Linked DNA regions of Mus musculus: all the other regions are linked to region 3. Evidence: chromatin contacts called from public HiChIP or PLAC-seq data. All regions are on one chromosome and are shown on one strand. The core of a region is the stretch at or near the end of the contact, and the rest is flanking DNA. Distances in the headings are between cores, read along the strand shown. Region 1 has its middle 50 kb from the start of Pou1f1. Region 2 has its middle 23 kb from the start of Pou1f1. Region 3 holds the start of 4930453N24Rik (RIKEN cDNA 4930453N24 gene). Region 4 has its middle 140 kb from the start of Pou1f1.

Evidence for each region. HiChIP or PLAC-seq counts read pairs in DNA pulled down with a chosen protein or histone mark.
Region 1: a contact with region 3 is called in an H3K4me3 HiChIP or PLAC-seq map of bone marrow-derived macrophages, with 4 times the contacts expected there. The contact joins the enhancer-like site here to the promoter of 4930453N24Rik in region 3. A contact is called at or near these places in 12 of 39 promoter capture datasets (the 3T3-L1 cell line, 3T3-L1-derived adipocytes, the C10 cell line and 8 more), 1 of 15 datasets of contacts at CTCF or cohesin (large pre-B cells), 11 of 484 Hi-C or Micro-C datasets (B cells, bone marrow-derived macrophages, cerebellar granule neurons and 7 more), 15 of 115 datasets of contacts at active chromatin or transcription factors (CD8 T cells, the NIH/3T3 cell line, bone marrow-derived macrophages and 11 more) and 4 of 9 other capture datasets (adipose tissue, embryonic stem cells, liver and 1 more).
Region 2: an H3K27ac HiChIP or PLAC-seq map of large pre-B cells shows a contact between it and region 3, with 8 times the contacts expected there. The contact joins the enhancer-like site here to the promoter of 4930453N24Rik in region 3. A contact is called at or near these places in 10 of 39 promoter capture datasets (the 3T3-L1 cell line, 3T3-L1-derived adipocytes, the C10 cell line and 6 more), 1 of 15 datasets of contacts at CTCF or cohesin (large pre-B cells), 8 of 484 Hi-C or Micro-C datasets (LSK cells, bone marrow-derived macrophages, cerebral cortex and 5 more), 14 of 115 datasets of contacts at active chromatin or transcription factors (CD8 T cells, DN3 thymocytes, bone marrow-derived macrophages and 10 more) and 3 of 9 other capture datasets (adipose tissue, liver and pancreatic islet).
Region 4: an H3K4me3 HiChIP or PLAC-seq map of bone marrow-derived macrophages shows a contact between it and region 3, with 6 times the contacts expected there. The contact joins the enhancer-like site here to the promoter of 4930453N24Rik in region 3. A contact is called at or near these places in 1 of 39 promoter capture datasets (pre-B cells), 4 of 115 datasets of contacts at active chromatin or transcription factors (bone marrow-derived macrophages, large pre-B cells, pro-B cells and 1 more) and 3 of 9 other capture datasets (adipose tissue, embryonic stem cells and macrophages).

Annotation. Positions count from the first base shown.
Region 1 is chr16:65,469,492-65,472,358 of GRCm38.p6, forward strand. No RefSeq gene overlaps it. Among named protein-coding and RNA genes, the nearest start is that of Pou1f1, 50 kb to the right of the region's middle. Within about 2 kb of position 1,335, at least 13 of the 459 cell types and tissues checked have an H3K27ac peak or open chromatin away from gene starts, as enhancers often do. A contact at or near this core is called in bone marrow-derived macrophages, craniofacial prominence, macrophages and 1 more, where this site is marked.
Region 2 is chr16:65,495,661-65,498,874 of GRCm38.p6, forward strand. No RefSeq gene overlaps it. Among named protein-coding and RNA genes, the nearest start is that of Pou1f1, 23 kb to the right of the region's middle. Within about 2 kb of position 1,606, at least 2 of the 459 cell types and tissues checked have an H3K27ac peak or open chromatin away from gene starts, as enhancers often do.
Region 3 is chr16:64,769,632-64,772,973 of GRCm38.p6, forward strand. 4930453N24Rik (RIKEN cDNA 4930453N24 gene) reads right to left here and starts at 1,308. Exons shown (of 3, transcript NM_026273.2): 1 at 1,106-1,308. The coding sequence starts at 1,232.
Region 4 is chr16:65,377,995-65,380,874 of GRCm38.p6, forward strand. No RefSeq gene overlaps it. Among named protein-coding and RNA genes, the nearest start is that of Pou1f1, 140 kb to the right of the region's middle. Within about 2 kb of position 1,462, at least 25 of the 459 cell types and tissues checked have an H3K27ac peak or open chromatin away from gene starts, as enhancers often do. A contact at or near this core is called in bone marrow-derived macrophages, pre-B cells and pro-B cells, where this site is marked.

The DNA.
Region 1 (2,867 bases), core at 85-2,584, 700 kb after region 3:
ACCAGCAAATTCGAGTCTGATTTTATACCCATCTCCAAATCTATAAGCTAACAGTATTTGAACTCAATATCTTACCTTTCCTAGTAAAGAAATCTCTGTCCCAGCCACCAGTGGCAATTTATTCCACATATTATTCATAGCCAATCTCCTCTGCTTTTGAAATGCTGTATTTCTTTACTGTTATGTTTTTAGCCATGCAGCAGTTTACACATATATTGTAGCAGAATTTGCGTTCAAAGCTTTATGCCTCAGTTCATAATTTCTGGCCAGTTATAATCTGAATTTGTCTGCTTCCTTTCTCAGTCAATCACTCTAAAATGCTCCAAGTCACTATGCCCACTTCCTTACTTTCTTTTTCAAATTAACTTCCATCACCATCAATCTCCCCAAACCAGCTGTCAAACTTCAAGTGATGAAACACAAGGAGAACTTTTGCGCTCCCATTAAGATTGCCTGCAAAGGAGCTTTTGACAAATAACACTTCTCTTTTCTGCAAAAGAATTGCCCTCCTGTAGGCTCTAGGGTTCCACGCCTGCCTGGCTTTCTTGCTTACCTATTTGTGTACCTCTACCGTCAGGTTTTCTGTCTCATTTTCTGGTTCTGTCTTCTCAATTTAACTTCAAAATTCAGAATTCCCCAAGATAACACAAAACAATCCTTCCACTTACCCAACCTCCATTTTATCATCAGAGGACTGTTTTTTTTTTTTTTTTCCTCTTGTGGCTGCAAATATCATTACTATGGTGATGGTTTCTACAATTTTAATTTAGATAAGACCACTTTTGTAAGATGCATGTTCAATTCCTAGTTGAAATCTCTACTCAGAAATATTTAATCCATATCTATTTTGATCTGTCTTCCAGCTTTACCCTGTCTTCACTCATGAGATAAAATTCAACATATTTCCCTTCTCAGAATTATAGAAAACACATTTGAAACTTTTCTAATTCCAATTCATCACAAAATTATTAATATTTTTTGGCATTCACCATCTACCACACCATGCTCACAAACAATATTATTTTTTTCATTACTCACCATTAGCTAAAACAAAGAAGGAAATTGGCAGTAGAGAAAGTTTAACCAGTTTTAAAGGGCACATAGTTCAGAAAGAACATACCCGAGACTTTAGGTCAGACTCTTAACTTTCAGAATTCATTATTTATTACTATCATACTGTGTCTCAGCGTATAATAAAATCTTAAGTAACATGGTCATAGGACTTCTTGTGAGCCAGGTTTAATTTCAAGTGTTTAAACAATATTAAATCATATGGGGAATACATTGTCATTACTTCTGCTTTTATATATCAGAAAATGACATGGAGAGGTTAAGTAATCATCGCAGGGCCAGTAAAACACAGAAATAGAATTCGCAGGCTCCAGAGTCTGTGTTCTTAATCACAAACATATGTTTCCTTCCCTCCTCTTGTGGCTTCTATATCCAACATTTGTGTCGATGTTTTTAAGGCTCAGGTATGAGAGATTTTTAGGAAGGAAGCTAGAATACACAACTTGCTATGAAGCTAGAAAACATAATGCAATTTATTAAAGTTGGATGGGTTCAGGCAGTTGAGAAAAATATTTTTAAGATAATTATTAAATTGTCTGAGCCAAGCCAAGAGAAATGGAGTCTTCAAGGTAGCAAAACCACCATGAATTCAGCTGCATATGTAGCAGAGGATACCATTGTCTAGCATCGATAGGAGGGGAAACCCTTGGTCACGTGAAGGCTCAATTCCCCAGTGTAGGGGAATGCCAGGGTGGTGAGGTGGGATTGGGTGGGAGAGGGAGCATCCTCATAGAAGTAGGGGGAGGGGGTAAGAGACAGGAGTTGCAGAGGTAGAACAGGGAAAGGGGATCACATTTGAAATGTAAATACATAAAATATTCAATAAAATGTTTTTAAAAAGGAAAATAAGCAACACAAAACATATTACAGCATATGCACTGAGTGTGCCACTATTATGAGCATATGGCACAGACATAACCAGGCAGAAATATGAATAATCTGTTCCTCTTTTCATGGGATATAGAGAAGGCAAAGAGGGTTATCAACATGATAAACTATCTGCAGGTTGTCTAAGGCTAAGATGCATATTCACTGACAACTCAAGTAAACTGTCCAGTAAATCCTGAGAATTCCACCCAGGTTCCTCACTGGGGCTTAAGGTCAAATGAACAAATTAGGCAACAGATTTGAGAGAGCATAAAACATGTGAGACTTCAATCCCATGTATCAACAACAAGAGAATTTATCACCAGGGACCATCCAGCAGGTGGCATGTTGAAATCTTTTTCATGTCTCTCAGATTCATATAATTTGGAAGAGAAAAAAAATAGGATTTACTTTTGAAATGGTTCTATCTTGAGTCCATGTTTTGCTGAGATTTCATATCAGGATCCAGATTAAACACTACAAAGCATATTTATAAAATTATAAAAATGAAATATCTAATATAAAATGCTGAAATGGGATCAATGCATTTACAAATGATTTAAATGTGTCAACAGAAGGATGGACAGCAGAGTAAGAACTAGAAGTTATATTAGATTTCATGTTTTTTTAAAGAAAATCAAAATTAACCCATAAAAAAATAAGCAATATACATGTTAAGAGGCCACTCTTTAAGATCAGTACATTTATAAAGCAAAGAATTCACAGGTTTTCAAAGTTTAAGAATTTTTTACTGATACCTATGGTGAAAGGCAAAATTTTATTGTTTGTAGTGACATACCTGGTTGCATAACTGGATGCAGAGTTGGAAGTTAGAAATATCATAACATGAATACATTACAATTTCACAAATGCCTTTTTATCACATTTCCCCACAAAGTAACAAGGGAACTGCTGGTCCTGGAAAGAGC
Region 2 (3,214 bases), core at 356-2,855, 730 kb after region 3:
CAGCGGAAACCACTTTTCCTGCTATCTCCTTAGATTAGAAGGTCTGACATTCAACAAAAGCATATGGAAGCAATGTTTAGACACCGTGATCAAATAGATGATTAAAATGTTGTTCTTGAGAATGAGCTGAATAGTTATAACTCACCAACAATTCAAGGCTTCTCATTCTGAACAGTTTTATGAAGGACTTGTTACCAATAATCAGGGATGGGGTCAGCCCTGTCAGATTCCTGAGCTCCCATTCAAGAAACTTAAATAAATATCCACACAGTTTTATAGTATAGCAAGAATTCTTTAAAGCCATAGAAAAGATCAGAATGCACTGCATGAGTGAAGGCCGCACTAGTGAAATATTAGTTAATCGTCTGGGGTCTCTTTTTATGGGTTCAATAGAGAGGTAGGCCTGGTGGTTTGAATGACCAGTTTCTCAAGTAGGTGCGTGTAGTTGAACATTTGGTCCCTAGCTGGTGGCACTGAGAGGAGGAGCAACCTTGCTAGAGGAAGACGGTCCCAGGGAGCAGGCGTTGAGAGATTATAGCTTCCCCCAACTTTTAGTTCCCTCTCTGCTTTGTGTTGGAGGTTGTGGGTGTGCTCTCTAAGCTTCCTGCCCGGATGTAAGTTGCTGTGCCCCCTGTGGCATTGTGGACTTCCCTTCTGGATGCCTAATCAAAGTAAACCTTTATACACTACCCATGGTTATTATTTCTTATTACAGAATCAGGAAAGTAACTAACGTGGAATTTTGGATAGTTCTCTATTATAATTGATAGACTCGTGTAATTTTTTTTTTCTTCTGAGCATGCCTCTACCCACGATGCACCTCATATCAATTGTACGTAGTTTCATAGACATCAGAGGGTACATGAGGGACTCTCTCTACAAGTTCACTTGGAGGATTCAGTGTCCCTGACTGGGCATGCACCCAAAATCTGTCCAGGTAGGATGATGGGTCTTCTATTCTTTCCTACAGGATACACTGAGTATATTTAAATAGAAACTGCCCGAGTATAATTGTTGTTGGGGAAGGGGCAACTTATCCTATTGTTCAGAGTGCTTGGAGTGAGGCAGCCCTGCATTGATCGGAGAAGGAGTGTGTTCAGTACTTGCAGGTGAGGAAGCTAGATGGCCACCTTTATTCTTAGAAGAGGGAGCATTCATAACCCAAACCAGGTGGCGTCCCAGCTCACTAAACCATTTCTTATGTATGCCTAATTCTGAGTATAATTGTTTACTAATCAAAACATATATCTGGGTATCTTCTAAATAAATAGTACTTTAAGGGTTGTTACAGACACAAGTAAAACTTTTCACAGCTCCTGGGTTTCACTCATTGGTCCTAGAAAAAGAATGTCCATACATTCTGTTGCTTTTTTTTTATGTGATTTCATTTTTTTTTCCGAAGAAAGAATTGCCTGAATTTTGTGACATCTCATATAATTAGTAACTGGAGTCATGAACTAAGGTTTGATTTCTTTTATTTATAGATTTTAGTGACGAAGCTGAAACTGGCTTTGTCTTTGAGGAAAATTCAGTGTCACATTAACAGGATGGTTTCTCTGGTTTCAGTGTGTGGCAGTGCCACCTGCTGGTATACTGAAATAAATGTTGATCCAGGATATATGCACTATTAAAGCAGGACACTAGAAAAGACACAAAGCTATTCTGATTGCAAGAGGTTACTTTACTTAACTTAAAATGCCCTTTGAACAGACTTTGACTCTGGCTATTCTTGCAGACATTTTCTTTTGCATACATTTTTTTCTGCAGTTCAGTTTTCTTAAAGTAATAAAACCCAAACTCATTTAATGTTCTTATTCTGGGTCTACTGGTGAACAATGACCATGTACCATAATCAACAGTGATTTTCTCTAACTTATTTCCCTCCTTGAAAAACTATAAACAATTGAAGAAACTTTAACTGCTTTTAAAATAAATAAAAATAAAAATAGCCATACTGGAAGTGCTGGTGTGCTTTATAAAACCTATGGTTTAATGTTACAATATTTGGAGAGAAGCAAAAAAAATCTGCCTTAGAAAATTGATATTTTCACAGTCATCTATTGGATAGAACACAGGGCCCCTAATGAAGGAGTTAGAGAAAGTACCCAAGGAGCTAAAGGGGTCTGTAACCCTATAGGAGGAACAACAATATGAACCCCCACCCCAGAGCTGTGTCTCTAGTTGCCTATGTAGCAGAGGATGGCCTAGTTGGCCATCAATGGGAGGAGAGGCCCTGGTCTTGCGAAGATCATATGCCCCAGTACAGAGGAATGCCAGGGCCATGAAGTGGGAGTGGGTGGGTTGGGGAGCAGGGTATAGGGGGCTTTGGGGATAGCATTTGAAATGTAAATGAGGAAAATATCTAATAAAAAGGCAAAAAAAAAAGAAAATTGATATTTTTCACTTAGTTGACTGGTCAGATTTTAGTGAGCAGAGAACTGAAAGTTTTGGGTCCATGGATCAACTCTAAGTAATGACGCCATCAGTCTTTTAGCCAGTCCTACAAATGCTTTTTCGGCATACTTGGCTGAAGCATTTTCCTGAGATTAAAAAACAAACAAACAAACAACAATAACAAAAAGAAAAACCAGAGACATGTCAAAAGAGACACACTTCTAAGCTGAAATTGCACACTGAGCAAAATTTATATGAATTCAGCTTTCTGAGCATGCATAGAACTTTGTCCCTGATTGCTGCTTAGCCTTTTTTGTATCCTTCACCCAGTTGTACAAGGACCACTCTTAAAACTTGATTGCTTGAAATGTTTACTTTCTAATTCTTAATATTTGATGGTGGATGTTCCTTCTCTGCCTTGAAAAACCAAGGCACCCTCTACCTCTCATCTGCTGGATGGCTATTCATGTTCTACTGCTCTTGCGCGCAACCTGACTTGGTAGCAAGAATGATGTTGCAACAGGATCCTTCTGCACACATTTATTGGGAGAGCTTGATTGCAGAGGCGAAGAGACCCCAAGCCCAGAACTGGTGCTGCTTATATAGGCCTAGGAGAGGCGTGTCTCACACCCGGATCGGTTATGCATGGGTTATGCTTACCACCTCATTTGCACGCCTACATCTGATTGGTTAACTTCTCTCTCATCTGATTGGTTAACTTCTCTCTCATATGATTGGTTATCTTGTCTCTCATCTGATTGGTTAATTTATCTCTCATCTGATTGGTTAATTCTCAAAACCTCATCTTGGCAAAAAAAAC
Region 3 (3,342 bases), core at 58-2,557:
GAATCAAAGACAGCCAGGACTACACAGTGACCCAGAAAATTTCTGACCCAGAAAAAAAATGTATTTCTATGCCCCAAATACCTAAGATCCATAAACCTTGAAAAAAATGATTAAAATCACAATATATGATACCAAGGAATGTTGTCAAACTTCTGATTTTACAGATAATCGAAGCTGAAAAACAGCAGCATCAAGATGTTTTTAAACTAAAAAGTTGGGCTGAAAGCACAGACCAAATATCTTTCAAATAGACTACTGCTGCAAAATAGCAAGAATTAAAAAAAAGAAAAAGAAAAAGACAATGCACTCATTACATCTACCTTCCAAAGATCTTATTCCACAGACACACAGTATCTTTGATGCCCCTATTTCCAACTTCCCTAAAGACGCTATCACCTTTTCCCCATCCATTTCAGAATAGCTACTAAATTTGGTGGTTTGTTTTGGAGGCTTGAGGGTGTTCTTCTTTTTGTTTTGTCTGTCATTTTCTATCCCTTTCTTTTCAACAACATTCGTTTCACTAATGTATTTTAGTAAGGATATTTTTAATGTCTTATAAATGCAACGTACATATGTCCGTTTTGTCTTTTATACAACCTTTTGATTTAAAAAACAAAAACAAAAGAAGCTGTGGTCTTGCTACTTCCCAACTAGGAATGAATGTAGGACGAAGAGGCTGAGCATTCCTTGACATACGTGGATTAAAACTGTCCGCCTTTTATTTGTTTCGGTGGGTATTTACCTAAGACACTGACAAATAGTGTTTATTATTTCCCTTCGGGCTGAAAGAAAACAGCAGGAGCTGACTGATCTCCGTGGAGATCGAAACTGAAAACTGAAACATACTCTGGGATGCTCTTAAAAATCATGGGAATGGGCTCATCTGGTGCTCATCCGGGTCCGCATGTCCGCAAAAGTTTGCCCAGCCGGTACCACGGTCCGACTCACCAGCGCGCCGGGACCCGGCTCGGCCGGCGGGCGGGGAGGCTGCAGAGCTGTGCAGCGCCAACCCGGAGGCCTTCCCTGGGCTTCGGCGACAACCGGACCCGACCGGACCCGACCGGACCCGACCCCTGGGGGTGACAAGGCCCCTGCCGGCGCCTACCTTGGCGGTCCACAGGCTGCACCAGGCGGTTGGTGACGGTGTCGCAAAGGGCCATGATCTCGTCGTTGTCCAGCAGGCCGAGTAGGTTTCGGCAGCCCTCCGACTCTAAGTGGCTGAGCCCCGACATCTCGCCCCCGGGGATGGGGGGCAGAGGACGACGCCACCAGTGTCGCCCTCACGGCCCGCGGGCCGGCCGGCGCCTTGGCAACAGACACCGGAAGTGCCTTTTCAATCCCTCGCAAGCGCCGGAAGGGTCTCGGAGATTCCAGCCCCTCTCTGGGCGGAAGTGCTAGCTCAGAAAGTCAGCGAGGAAATGTGGTTCCGACTTGGGGCTCCGGCCTCTATTGGAGTAGAGTTCCACAGTTCGCGGTTTAAAGAAGTGTCCTGAGCATCTATCCACCTTCCACTCGAGGCTGGGCTAGAAACGAACCTGGGGGTGGGGGGTGGGGGGGAGCGCCTCCGAAGGGGCGACTTAAAGTGCGGCGCATGCGCGCGCGTGCCTGATGGTGGAGGCAGGGGTGGAGAGGCCAAGAGAGCTTCCATCATACCCCTGTACTTTTGAAGGTCTGTCCTCTTCTAGCCGCTTCTGAGTTAGGGGAGCCATCACTTTGATATTCTTTAGCTACAAAGATTAGACTACACTTTGAAACGCTCTAGGTTTTAAAAGGACTATAACTTGCTTCTCCGCCTTTGAGATAGCTAGATAATTAATTTAACCCAATTAATTGAATCTCAGTTGAACCTCAATTGCCAGCTGGTTGGTCATTAAGTATACTTGAAACAACCTGGGACTTCAGATTTGCATCTAATGTGGAGCTGGAGGGGCAGGGTGCCACACAATCTTGGGACTACGCCTCTAGCTGCAGGACCTGCCTGCCATTAGATTTGAATTAGTGGCTGGTGTCCCCTAAATGCAGTTAGTAGTCATTTGGTTGGTGTGGGGAAACACCGTGGGTGGAAAGTGATTTGTGTTATGAATATTAGAAGGAGAAACTGGATTTCTATTAGAGTTGCTGCTTCTGCTTCTTCTTCTTCTTCTTCTTCTTCTTCTTCTTCTTCTTCTTCTTCTTCTTCTTCTTCTTCTGTTTCTTTTTTCTTTTCTTTTCTTTTTTTTTTTTTTTTTTTTTTTGGTTTTTCTAGACAGGGTTTCTCTGTGTAACCCTGGCGGTCCTAGAACTCACTTTGTAGACCAGAATGGCCTCAAACTCAGAAATCCGCCTGCCTCTGCCTCCCGTGTGCTGGGATTAAAGGCGTGCACCACATTGCCCGGCTCTAGAGTTTTTTTTTTTTTTTTTCTAAATACAGAACTATTGAGATTTGGGGCAGGGTAATTTATTGCTGTAGAGGTTGCAGGATGCCTAACACCATCCCTACATTTCCACAAAGAATAGTGTGCCCCTTCTCTCACTTGATACAAGTGAAAATACCTCCAGGCTAACAAACGTTCCCTGAGAAGGAAAATCATGCCCAGGTGAGCCATTGATTCAAACCCTGCCCAAGGTGGTTTCTGAGATGATGAAAATATTGTTGTATTGCCCATACTAACGACTGTCCACATCTGGATTTTGAGATCTCGAAATATAGTAGTAAAACCGAAGAACAATTTCAAATTTTGTGTGAATTTGAATAAAGTTTTAATATCCACATGTGGCAAGTGGCTACTGGATTGGATCATGCAGATCTAAAAATGTGAAGGCCATTCTGTAGATGTGTTTTATGTTTGACCTCTGACTTCAGTTCTTTTATTTCTAAACAATTCTTGCAGATAACCTCAAGGGTTTCCTTATGATAACTACCTTAGACATGTATTGCAGGTCTCTGCTTCAAAGCCTATGTTCTTGATGTTTTACTTAAGAGGGTCTTCTCTTTAGACATTTTCCTTAGCTCATTTTTCCTACCGTTTATTCATGTCCCTGCTTCAAAATATTACTAGGAAGGCCCTAATGATTTACTGTATTCAAACTCACCACCCACAGTCTGCTTATGTTTCCTACCCATTTCATTTGTCTCCAAAGTGTTTATACAGTTTAGTATATTATAGTGTTTATTGTTCCTATCCCACACCCATCCCACTATAAGGTGTGTTCTGTAGAGCAAACAATTTTGTTTCATGACCTTTACAAAGCCTGGCACATAGTAGACATACTTAAAAAAAAATAAGTTGTGAGTCCACTTTAATTTTTTTTTGTTTTTCTTTTTGTTTTGAACAGGAATGATATGATCGACTAGTTTCAAAC
Region 4 (2,880 bases), core at 212-2,711, 610 kb after region 3:
CATAGTTAATTAGTGAAAGAAAATAAGATACAATATCAGCAAACTTAATAAGATTTGAAAATGATAATTAAGCTGGTGGAACTGTGGAAAGCAGATAACAAAGTATCACAGTTGAACAAAGTTAAGGCTAAAGCCCTCTGACTCCGAAGATGCTGCCTGCTGAGATTAGATGAGAAATGGAAACTGATTGAATTTGAAAGGCCTATGAGTGTTTCACTGGTGACTTCACACAGCAAGGCCCATAGAAACCCCTTCCCACTTGGCAAAGACCTGTGAATGAATTCTATGTTCTTCTTCGGACTCATTCAAGGAGTGAAACCCTCCTCTCCTCTCTCTAACCCTACTCATCCTCCAGATGTGACAGTTAATCCTGGGTAATTTGGGAAACATACTTATGTCCCTAGAGGCACAGCTACAGTCACACTGAGTAAGCTGGTCACAGTGTGGAGAACAACGGTCCTGGCTCACATAACTGTTTCAGGAAGCTGGGTCTGATCAACAGCGACCTATAAAATGGGGAAGTTGTATCTGATCAACAGAGACTTAATCAGGAATTAGTGGATGCATATCAGGAAAAGTTGCTTGGTACATGAACATGTCTCTGCCTGCAGTGATAAAAGGTATTGTGACAGAGAACTGCTATTGTGACTGGGGGTGGGGGAAACTAATGTTAAATTTTAGTTGCAGAGTATGGTTGAGGGTATTTGTGTGACTGACCCAGAGGGAGAGGGAAAGGAGGAAGGGGGCTTTTGTAATGATAAGGCTTATGTATACTGACATTATGATTCTTTAAATAAAATAGCCAATTATTTCACTGCTCAGGTGAGTAGGCTTGAGATTGTATAAATAACAATAGTTCAAGATATTTTGGGCAACTGGATTGATAGTCAACAGGTGGTCAATGTCTTTAGTCTTTCCAATATGTCTGTCCTCAGGTTCCAGACCCCTGCTAAAGCACTGGTCACAGGCAATGGAATACCTGACCATACAGAACGTTACAGTTTTTCAGAACATCAGAGAAAACTAGAAAAAAACAACTTCATAAGCACTATAAAATCAAAAGAGAAAAAATTCTGGAAGATGTCATAATTAATAAATTTAACTCCAAAATGAAAAAAAAAAAGTCTAATCTCAAATAAGTTCTTCCAGGGTATAAAAAGCGATGGGGCTGAGCAAACACAACAGCTGTCAGGGACGGATCATATGGAAGAAAAGTCACTGATTTTACTTATGGGCATTCAGTGAGGCAAAATATTTGAAACCAAATCTATTTATATTTAAAACAGACAGTGCATTGTGACCTAGTTAAGTTTATCTCAGTATGACATAATTGGCAGTTGTGTTATTTTTCCTTGGGAAGTGAAACACAACATCTATTCACCACAGATAAAGCAGGCTTTGAGAGGACAAACAAAAGATGCTCTCCCAGCCCAGGTTTTGAGCCTTTACTGGGCTCATTGGTGCATGGACGGTTCAGAAAAGCTGCTCCATCTGGAAGTCCCTCTTGGGACTTACCAGCAGCCATAGTACAGAGAAAATCTCTCTGCTGCCAATGGGGAAGGAGTGTCCATTGAGAATCCATACCAGGAAAATAGAAGACCATTGATGAAGGATGTGCTAGAATTTCTATTTTATGTCCTGAACATAATAAGAGGCGAGAGCAGCAAAATGAGCAATATTCTTACTTTTAAGTGGAACCCCTGATTTTGCTCAAGAGGTTTGAACAAAAAAAGTGATACAAACCCCACAAATTAGTGTTAGAGAATAACCATTAAAGGAGTTGGAGCGTAAGAGTGATGTGCAAATACATCTTTACTGGTCTTAGGGAAAATGGATGATGCTATTTCTTGGAAAGCAATGAAAGGATGCTTAGTTCTTGCATCTTGCTCTGAGATACAAAGTAGAAGACAAGAAGATGGGATCTTGGAATGGAATTATTCATCCTTTATTGTGTCCTGTGTGGAGTTCTAACAGTTTGCTATTGTTGTTCTGATTTGTTTCCCCTCAGGGTGGGCTAAAAGAAGAAGGAATTTACGGATGTTTCTATTATTTGACAACTCAGCCAGCAGGCTGGTCTTTGAACTCCTCCACATCCATCTCCACACACATTAAATTTATCTTGAGCAGGCTTTGGCTCTAAACTCAGAACAGATGGGAAATGGTGCTGTTTAAGAAAAGCAAAAATGACGGAATCTCATCTTCGTATGAATGTTCTTTATTAAGAGAATTTATTGTGTTAACACTGTGCTGTGGCATCCAGATCCAAGGACAAATACTGCTGGCCCACGTAAGGCCAGAAGAGGACTATCAAAACTTTCATTTGGAGAGTCGGAGATAGTAATAAAATGAAATATAGATGTAGAATCTGGAAAGGGGGAGAATAAAGATCTGTTTTCTCCTAGGCAGTCATGTTCAGTAAGGCTAGATGCCAGTAGGCAATGATAGAGAAAGGATTCATAGGAATCTATTTAAAGTTGCTTTAGCCTAGCAAACAGGAAAAATGGGGAGAATATTACCAAATATTCTTGTCTTTAAAATATTGATGATTTTTTTAAAAAAGGAAGAAACTACTGAAAAAGGAAAAGGAATGAGCATAAATGGATCTGTGTTCACTTAGTAGTTCTTGCAGCAGTAAAAAATGTGTGCAAAAGGATAGTTTTTCAAGCTAAACAGTTCGATTCTGCGTAGCATCTCCATTCTTTCCCTGCATAATCCTAAGGAAGCTACTTCATGGTTCTTGGTTTTAGAATGTCAGTGTGTAAACGCCATCCAGATCTCTGATCCTGAATCTCTGACTTTCAACCTTACAGGAAATTCTCAGAGTCCTTCCCTTTAAAGGAACTAAAATACATCTTTAATAGAACATAAGTCACAAGCGTT